Linked DNA regions of Zea mays: all the other regions are linked to region 1. The links are chromatin contacts, called in public Hi-C maps. All regions are on one chromosome and are shown on one strand. Each heading gives the region's core, a stretch centred on a gene start, on an enhancer-like site or on the middle of the called end of the contact. The rest is flanking DNA. Distances are from core to core; before and after follow the strand shown. Region 1 holds the start of LOC100038320 (KANADI1). Region 2 holds the start of LOC100277068. Region 3 holds the start of LOC103645297 (DNA repair protein RAD4).

Region 1 (2,833 bases), core at 318-2,817:
ATACATGCTGACCTCTAAAGCATAATATGGATGACATAATGCTGACCTCTAAGGCATTCAAAAAAAAAAGAAAGGGTTATTCTCAGCAAAAGGACACAAAATGAAGACCTTTGAGAGGATTGTTTTCAAAAATCCACTCAAAGCTCGGGGGCTACACCCATTGGGTGCACCTTCGGTGCACCCCATGAATCACTATTTCAAGCCAAGATGGTACCGACCTCCAAGGCATAAGACAAGATTAAAGACGAGGCTAGCCCTCAACCAAAGCGCAGGAGTAAAGATGAAAATAATTTCTGATGAAGACCTTCGAGTAGATTATTTTCTAAAATCTATTCGAAGATCGGGGGCTACACTCCGGTGCACCCAATGAAGTTTAGAGTCCTACAAAATGAAATGCCGACCTCTAAGGCACAAGCACGAAACAAAGCTTCCGTTTACGAGTGATCAAAGCAGGAGGAGACAGTAAGAAATCGTTTTCCCCAAATTACCTGCAAGCTGGACCTAGGATCTTTGGGCTGATTACCTCAAAATCAACCCAAAGATCGGGGGCTTGTAGGGGACAGATATCCCCCGGGTCCACTGGAAGAGTACCTCACGAAAGGCCCAAGGGCCCAATAAATCGTAAGGTCATTCTTTCGTGGGCCTGGGGAGGGACAATCAGCAAAGCAGGTTGACATGAGGCCGGACTGGTGCAAGCCCGGACGGCCCACAACGTTGAGCAAGCGATCACAACAGAGATCCGACTTTCCCGCGCTGGAGCCCCCATGCAACGGAGCCATGCGAGGATAGGTCGGCAGAACCATAGGAAGATAGACTAAAGCAGTTTACTATCTTTTAGGTGCACACTGTTATCATATCCACATGTATTGCCCCACGGTCGAGTATATAAGGCCTAGGGGGCACCCCTTCAGAACGATCGACCCTATTATTCAGCCACTCACCTCAACTCTCTGCATTCTCAATTCGGAGAGCTACCTTGTAACCTTGTTCACCAAGCATACTCACCAGGACGTAGGGTGTTACGCATCTCTAAGCGGCCCGAACCTGTAAACATTGCCCACTGTCTCTCGTGCATCTGACACGAACCATTTTGCTACAGTCGGCGACACCGTCCTACTCCTAAAAACACCTTGAGGGGCAACCCCGGGTGTGTGGTCGGACCCAAAACACCGACAAGACCCCGCGACACAATTAATACCAACCACAAGTCATTAGTCGCTAACGCCCGCCGTTTGACCTAGCCTAACGAGCCGTCAAGGATCGAGTGTTATTATGCTCTATAGTTGTATCACTTCTTCTAACCCTTCAGAAAAATACGTATAATATGATTAACAGTAGTATTAAGGAAAGTATAATATGACGTATATGTAAGTCTGATGATGGGATAGGAGTATTTTTGACAGGGCGTACGTGTAGTTTTGATGAATTTACTCATCGTCATATAAATACACCCTTGACTCCCTGTGGTCCCGCTCTAGGGTTGTCATCTTCTTCTGCGTTCGCACAAGCGACCCCTAGGCCCCTGATATGCTAGACATATTCTCTCCCATATCGCTCCGCTGCACATAATCTCTCTCTGCCCCCATTCTGTGTATTTATACTCGTCTGATCAGTCTCTTTCTCATATGTCTCTTGCCTTTTACTGCCGTAACCTAACCATGACAAAGTTGACAACACAAGAAACCAATCGAATTCTTTCGGCTGCCCTAATATCTCATCTCCTTTGACATCTCAAGAGAAAGAGGAACGAACAAGAGAGAGAGAAAGCACTGGCTCTGTAGCTAGCTAGCTACAGCGATAGCAACTCACAAAAAAAGCGGCACCACACACCCACACACACCAGAAAACACAAGCACAAGCAAATAAGCAGCACCGCCAGCCCGGCCACCAAGAACTCCAAGAATAACCTTCACTGCCGTCTTCGTTCGATCCCTTACGCTAACACTAGCTGCTTCAGGCTGCAGCCACCAGCCAAAGGTAGGGCGCGCGCGCGGCATCCATGGAGGCGCGGGCAGCGTCGGTCCCGGACCTTTCGCTGCACATCAGCCTTCCGAGCAGCGCCGCGTCTCCGTCTCCCGCCCCGGGGCTGGGCGCTGGAGGAGTAGGGCGTGGTGCGCAGCCGTCCGGAGGGGACCCGTGGCGCCGTCTGAACGGATCCACGGCGTCGACCGAGCTGTCGCTCTCGCCGCCGCCGCCGCGGCAGGAGGCGGCTGCCGGGGACGTCCTTCCATGGCGGCTCCGGCCGCCAGCGGCGAATTACTCCTCGTCCACCGCGGAGGCAACGTTCTTGCCGGTGACCGTGCCGCGGCTTTCGTTCGACGCCGCGGCGGAGGCGGCGCCGGCAAGGCCAATCAACGGAGTGCCCGTCTACAGCAGCCCGCGGACCGGCGCCGCCCATCCTTTTCTTGGCGCCGGCGGCGAATACCGGCAGTGCCACCACCACAAGGCCGCCGTGGGGCTATACAATCCCTACCACTCCTCGTCGTCGTGGCCCTCGTCCCTGCGGTCGACGACGACGGCGCCCCTTGGCGCCGTGGCGCCGCCGGCGTCCGACCCCACGGCGTCGTCGTACCTCTCGCCGTCCGCGTACCACCGGATGCTGTCGAGCACCGGCCGGCTCCACCTCCAGGGCGTGCTCGCCGACACGCTCCGCGGCTACGGCAGCGGGCACCACCACCGCCAGCACTTGGGCAGCCTGGCCGCGGCCCGCTACATGCCGAGGCTCCCGGCTTCCCGGCGCGGCATGCGCGCGCCGCGGATGCGGTGGACGAGCAGCCTGCACGCGCGTTTCGTCCACGCCGTCGAGCTCCTCGGCGGCCACGAGCGTGAGTCG
Region 2 (2,988 bases), core at 32-2,531, 150 kb before region 1:
AACATGAAGATTAAAAGGCCAGTCAATGCTATAGGCATGATTGTCCCGACCTGCCAGATCAGAAAAGGGTAAAATGAGGAAAATTTATTTACTGAGAAATTTCAATAATTGCTAAAATGGATGCCATACCAAACCAAGGTATCATGTAAGAGTTTTATGGGATCAAAACTGCATGCGAAAGCAATCAACCATGCTCTGTTGCTACCGAAAGTAATCCACCATGTTTTTGTTTCCGCTTACAAGATGCACTCTCCAGTCTCCACCTTGAAATGCAAGTTTTGAGCTGTCCGAAGTCGTCAAACTAAGCTCAGTTTAATAAGTTTTTAGAAAAAACCGATAATATTTACGATACTAAATGAGCAGTATTAAAAACCCTGATACCGTACTAAATCTATTTTTATTGTTTACCTATTTGAGGTTGTAGATGTTAAAGATTGATTTAGGGCAAACATAGAGGCCACGGGGACGGGATGTGCAGGATATCTTAGGTCTTTAGCTAATTTTATGTAAATAGTGCAAAAAATGTTTCTAATAGCCCCCTAATCTAATTTGGTCCCCTCTAATTTTGAATCCTAGCTTCGCCCCTGTGTGGAGCTATTCTGCGATGAACAATTCTCCATTGCCATCCCTGCATATACCTATTATATTTCAGGAAGGAGGGATTACAATTCATCCTATTCTTCATTTCCCTCTACAGATCTTGTAAACATTTTGGCCCCTGAGACCTAAACAGTACCAATATAAACCAACATTTCAATGCTATATGACACAGTAACCCAATTGACTGATAGCACAAAGTAAAACAAGTGTACCAATACGCAATCACCTAAAGAACATCGAGTCAGATTTAGTAAACAGGACATGAAAACCCGTGCTTATGTTACGGATCAATGAGGCGCGCCCACCGAGATGACGAGGATGGCGCGGAGGCCGCTGCCCTGCCTTGTCCACTCGAGCAGATCCCGCGCTGAGTTCCGAGACGCCCCCTTCAGCCGCGGCGCGGCCTCGCAGGACGCCGCCCGGAGCCGCCGGAGCAGCGGCTCGTCCGGGTACCAGACGCCGTCGACGAAGCTGCGCAGAACGCCGGCGAGCGTGTACTCCTCGCCGACATCCACCTCGCGGGCGCCGGAGGGGGCCTCGCCGTTGGAAGCGGGCTTGGCAGAGGCGGAGGCAGGGGTGGCGGTGGCCTCGTCCACATCCACATCCATCGGCGGCGGGCGGTGGAGGACCGGGGAGGAGTCGATGCAACTTGGCACTGCAGGTGTCGACGAGGGGAACGGGAACTGATTGGGTATGCACCGTGCTGGATTTACATGAGGGTTCGGGGACACGTGGCGAGTGGAGCGCGGCCATCGCCATGTAGGTGAGACCGTGAGAAGTGTAACGAGGGGTGTCAATTTAACCGGAGTATTTGATATCCTCGAATATCTGACCCGATGAAGCTAGATATAGATATATATTTTGATTTATGGGTCAGAACCGAATTCTACCTTAAATTAGACGCACATAGATTAGTATATTACCTTTCAGCCGCGCGTTATCAGTTGGATATCCGAAAAACCCTAACACTATGAGCCTCACGTCTAACACTCTCAATCCCCCAATGTTGGTCACTCCTTGTAGCCTTGCTGATTTCCTGCGCCGTGTGTTGTGGCCCCTTGCTTCCAAGTGATATAGTCCATAGCACCAATGACGGCCAACCCTTTCAAGCTCTAGTGACCCTAACCACGACCTGCGGGCCCATAATAATTCTTTTATCTATACTACTATATATATTAATATTAAGAACCTAATGTGGGCATCTGGTGCTACCACGGCTTTACCCTCCCCACCAAGCATCGCAAAAAAAAAAGTGCATGATAATCCCTCGAACCTACATCCCTTTAATCTAGAAATTTGGGGCTAACTACGATACCAACATATCTTAGTATTTAGAAATAAACAAAAATTATATTTGTAGCCTAGGCGCCGCCCCATGCTCCCCCGCCTCGTGGCAACGCACAAATCTATTAAGAACCTAATATGGGTGTCTGGTGCTATCACGGCTTCACCCTCCGCACTGACATTCTGGGCTCGCCCCAATGCCCGCACAACTAGCTATTGCGTCTGCCCAGCACCCGACCCCGTGCAAAAAATAGTGCAGAGCGAGCACTTGAACCCACACCCCCCTGCCTTAGAAATTTGGGGCTAACCACCAGACTACATGTAACTTAGTGTTTAGAAATAAAAATAATTATATTTGAATAAATATGTCAATAGCAATTTATATGGTATTTAAAAATCGTATCAAAGCACGAGCAACTGGCTAGTTAAGTTTTAATTGTGTATGATGGTGAATTGGAAAGAACATTGATTAATTATGCTATTCAATTGTTGAAAAATGATTGTCTTTTATATCCGATGGATATCCGAAACCCGATGGACATGATCATAGATATAAATTTCTATCCGCGGGTATGGTCGCAGACGGATATTTGTTGCAACCGCACATATGGTTGCGGATGGATATTTGCAATATCCGATCCAAATCCGATCTGTTGCCATCCTTAGGTATAACCCGCAGGACCACCTGCAGGTAAGCGTGCTGCATTCACGTCCTCCATCCATGTATCGTACCGTTCCGTTGGGCGTTGGATACTGTTTCTACTGGCCGGAAGAGCATGTTTTAAGCGTTCTGGTTATCTCTCTACCAATATAAAAACATGTCAGATTTGGCCTGTTTGCATGCCTGTAATAGGCTAGCAGGCTCACGTCTAGCAGCTAGGCCATATCTGTCGAGGCTCTTTCAGGGCCGGTCCTGACATTTCGGAGGCCCTAAGCAAAAATTTGTATAGAGGCCCCATATAACTAGATATATATGCATATATCATCTACACATCTACTAAATACATATCAGTAAAGAAACTGTGTATAAGTTACTGTAATAGAGAATATTACACATTATTGTTTATAAAATAACATTGGCTGAAATAATAAAAATTTACTTGT
Region 3 (3,039 bases), core at 537-3,036, 170 kb after region 1:
GGTATAGCTTCTTTGCCGAGTGTGGTGGCCCTGGCACTCGGCAAAAAGGCACGCTTTGCCGAGTGCCATACAGAGCACTCGACAAAGAACCTGACAAAGGGACCCGTTGACGGATTCTTTGCCGAGTGCTGGGACGTCGTCTACCGGCCAGCACTCGGCAAAGAGGTAACACCTAGAAAACTCGGCAAAGACGTCGTCTCTGTCACTCCGGCGTCGTGACGGCTGCTTTTCTTTGCCGAGTACCGTCTGGCAATCGGCAAAGTCTGTGCCGAGTGCCCGAGAAAAAGTACTCGACAAAGAAGCCTTTGTCGATGTACTATTCGCCGAGCCCTCTTTGCCGAGTGTTTTTCAGGCTTTGCCGAGTGCTTCAGGCACTCGGCAAAGCGCCCGATTCCCGTAGTGAGCGAGGTTGCCACCCTGCCTATCGAGGGGTCACTAGCGCATGCGACGTGGCAGTCGGGAGGAGCGGGATACAAGGTAGAGGAAGCGAGGTCGGTGTTTGGAGAAGTCGTCTACCCGAGACAGCCAAGGCCGGGGTCACCGAGGTACGTCGGCCATGATGAAGGAGGACACTGCTAGGATGGAGGGGCTGCCATGGGCTCGCCATCAGCTCCGCCATCATCGACAGCGGCCTCCTTTGCTAGACGAATGGATCCAAGAACGACTCCCCCTTGGGTACTCTACTCATGCAGGCCAAGCAAAAGAGGAGAGTGACACAGAGGCCGAGTCCTAGCGTCGATAAGGGTAGGGATGGATTCGGATCGGATACGCATGGAAACAAATCCGAATGTCACTATTTACCATATTTTAATTTGAATACGAATACAGATACAGATACTATCGGATACGAATATAAAACGAATAGTTCGAATTCAGATTCACATTCGGATACTTACTTGATTTGGAACATAGCATCATAACAAGTATTAATTTGTTTTATCGATAGATTTATAGTTGATAAAATCATATTACAAGCAAATTATAAACAATAGTACATATACATTATTTAATTGAAACTTAGTTGAATGTCATATTTTTAAATAAATTATTTATACTTGGTATATTTATATTTTGGACTCTAAATATAATCTTTTCGTATATTAAGTATATTTGTATTATGGACTCTAAAAACTCAAATAATCTAATGTATTCGAAATTAGACTTTTTTAATATTAATTAAAACTTATCATTGTGTATCACTTGTAATGTAAGATTAACACAATCATTTATTTATGATATGAATATTTTTAACATTTTAAATGGTGTATATCAGTTTTTAGTACATTATTTAAAGTTTAAGATCACTTGTAATTAGTAATTAGTAATAAAAGTAAGTTTAAATTGATTTTATCGTATACTTTTTACTTTCGGATACAAATAGTATCGAATATTTTACGGTTTTGTCCAATATTACCGAATACGAATCTTATATCGGATAAAGAAAAACCGAATTCGAAGATGTCAATTTAACATCTATATCAAAATCGAATACGAATACAGATATCCATATTAGCACTTTATCCGAATACAAATACGAATAATTCAGATATCTAGACATCCGAATCTATCCATAGATAAGGGAGAGTTACGCCTCATGATCTGCAAATCAAAACTGCTAGGGACAGTTCGGTCATTTAGTGCTGGAGAAAATAAGAAAACAAAAGAGAGTAAAAATGCACTTAATCCTATTTTAAAGAAGAGATTAATTTATAAATACTATTTTAGAGAAGTTAAATTTGATGTGAGTGCTATAATAGGAAGAATAAAAACTAGACGCCCTGACGTTGGGCGCGCGAAACCCCGACGCACCCGCCGCGGCTCGCCGGCTCCGTCGGCCGTCGCTCTAAAAACCTAACCCGCCTTTTTCTTTTGCTTCCTTCGGCTTCTTCGTCCCCTCCAACAATCACAGGGAGGGAACGAGCTCCAAGCACCTAGTAATGCGGCGGACGAGGAGCCAGTCCGCCAGCGGGGTTAATCCTCCACCCGCTGCTGGTTCGTGCCCCGCCCTCGCCAAAACCCCCTTTTCCCCTGTCCCATTCCCGTGCTCCCATTGCTCTTTGCTCTGCGTGTTTTCGTTCACGGTTTCCGCTTCATTGTACAGGACCAAGCGCGGAGGTCGCTGGTCGCCGGAGGGCTTCGCCTGCCGCGAATGGGAAATCACCTGCCACCAAGGTGAGGCTGAGGCCTTTTGTCTGGTGCCCCGTATATCTGCGTGTAATTATCTAATCCACACGTCGGTGCTCTTCCGGTCGATGAGAAGTTAATCAAACTTAGGCATAGGGGTTTTCATTCAATTGCAGTTTAGGACCGTTGTATCGTGGATTCGGGTTCTCCATGGCTTGGAGTCAGTGCGGGATTTCGTGGCGCAGAGCACTTGTTCAGGTCAAACGAATTGAGACTTCACTTCAAAAATTGGTTTAATTTTTTTTGAAAGGGAGTGGCAAAAGATTTGCGGCTCCAGTATATTAGAAAGGGAATAAACTTAAAGAAGACACGATAGAAGCAAGAGAGAAGAACAAAACAACGAAATAAAACCTACTGAACAGACCAACCAACCAACCCAGCATAGCCCGTTAACAACCAACGGGCTCCTTCACCACAAAAGCAACCTGCTCTGCAGATCTGTGCTGCCTGATAAAGATTCTATTGTTTCTTTCCAACCATAAGCTCCACCAAAAATAAATCAGAAGACCGTCAAAAATTCTCCTCGATTGCCTGCTGCAAAGCCTTCTTAAAATCCTCCACCAACCATACAACGACTCGGAACCATAGTTCTCACTTCAAAAATTGGTTTAAATTGCATGCCTTTATTGTTGAAGCATCCAGTTTTGTTGAGCAATACATTGTGATTAAGGATTCCAAGCGAATTTATCCCAAAGGAAGATTACTATAGTGCTTTCTAAATATATTTGGTAAAATTAAATAAATGTATGTGATGGTTGCACGAAGGTGGGATGCAAAATGCCCTTTTCACCCAAAAAAGTAGAATGCAAAATGTTTCCTTTGATACATGATTTTTAAAGCGGTAAGGCGAGCCAA

What was found. Hi-C and Micro-C count contacts between places; a contact is called where the count stands out from the background.
Region 2: a Hi-C map of ear shows a contact between it and region 1, with 2.3 times the contacts expected there. The contact joins the promoter of LOC100277068 here to the promoter of LOC100038320 in region 1. A contact is called at or near these places in 2 of 25 Hi-C or Micro-C datasets (ear and tassel).
Region 3: a contact with region 1 is called in a Hi-C map of tassel, with 2.8 times the contacts expected there. The contact joins the promoter of LOC103645297 here to the promoter of LOC100038320 in region 1. A contact is called at or near these places in 3 of 25 Hi-C or Micro-C datasets (ear, leaf and tassel).

The regions. Positions count from the first base shown.
Region 1 is chr1:220,499,593-220,502,425 of Zm-B73-REFERENCE-NAM-5.0, reverse strand. It overlaps LOC100038320 (KANADI1), which reads left to right and starts at 1,567. Exons shown (of 6, transcript NM_001308509.1): 1 at 1,567-2,825. The coding sequence starts at 2,000.
Region 2 is chr1:220,649,211-220,652,198 of Zm-B73-REFERENCE-NAM-5.0, reverse strand. It overlaps LOC100277068, which reads right to left and starts at 1,281. Exons shown (of 3, transcript NM_001150735.3): 1 at 906-1,281; 2 at 1-50. The coding sequence starts at 1,208.
Region 3 is chr1:220,330,109-220,333,147 of Zm-B73-REFERENCE-NAM-5.0, reverse strand. LOC103645297 (DNA repair protein RAD4) reads left to right here and starts at 1,786. Exons shown (of 13, transcript XM_020546698.2): 1 at 1,786-1,992; 2 at 2,102-2,172. The coding sequence starts at 1,938.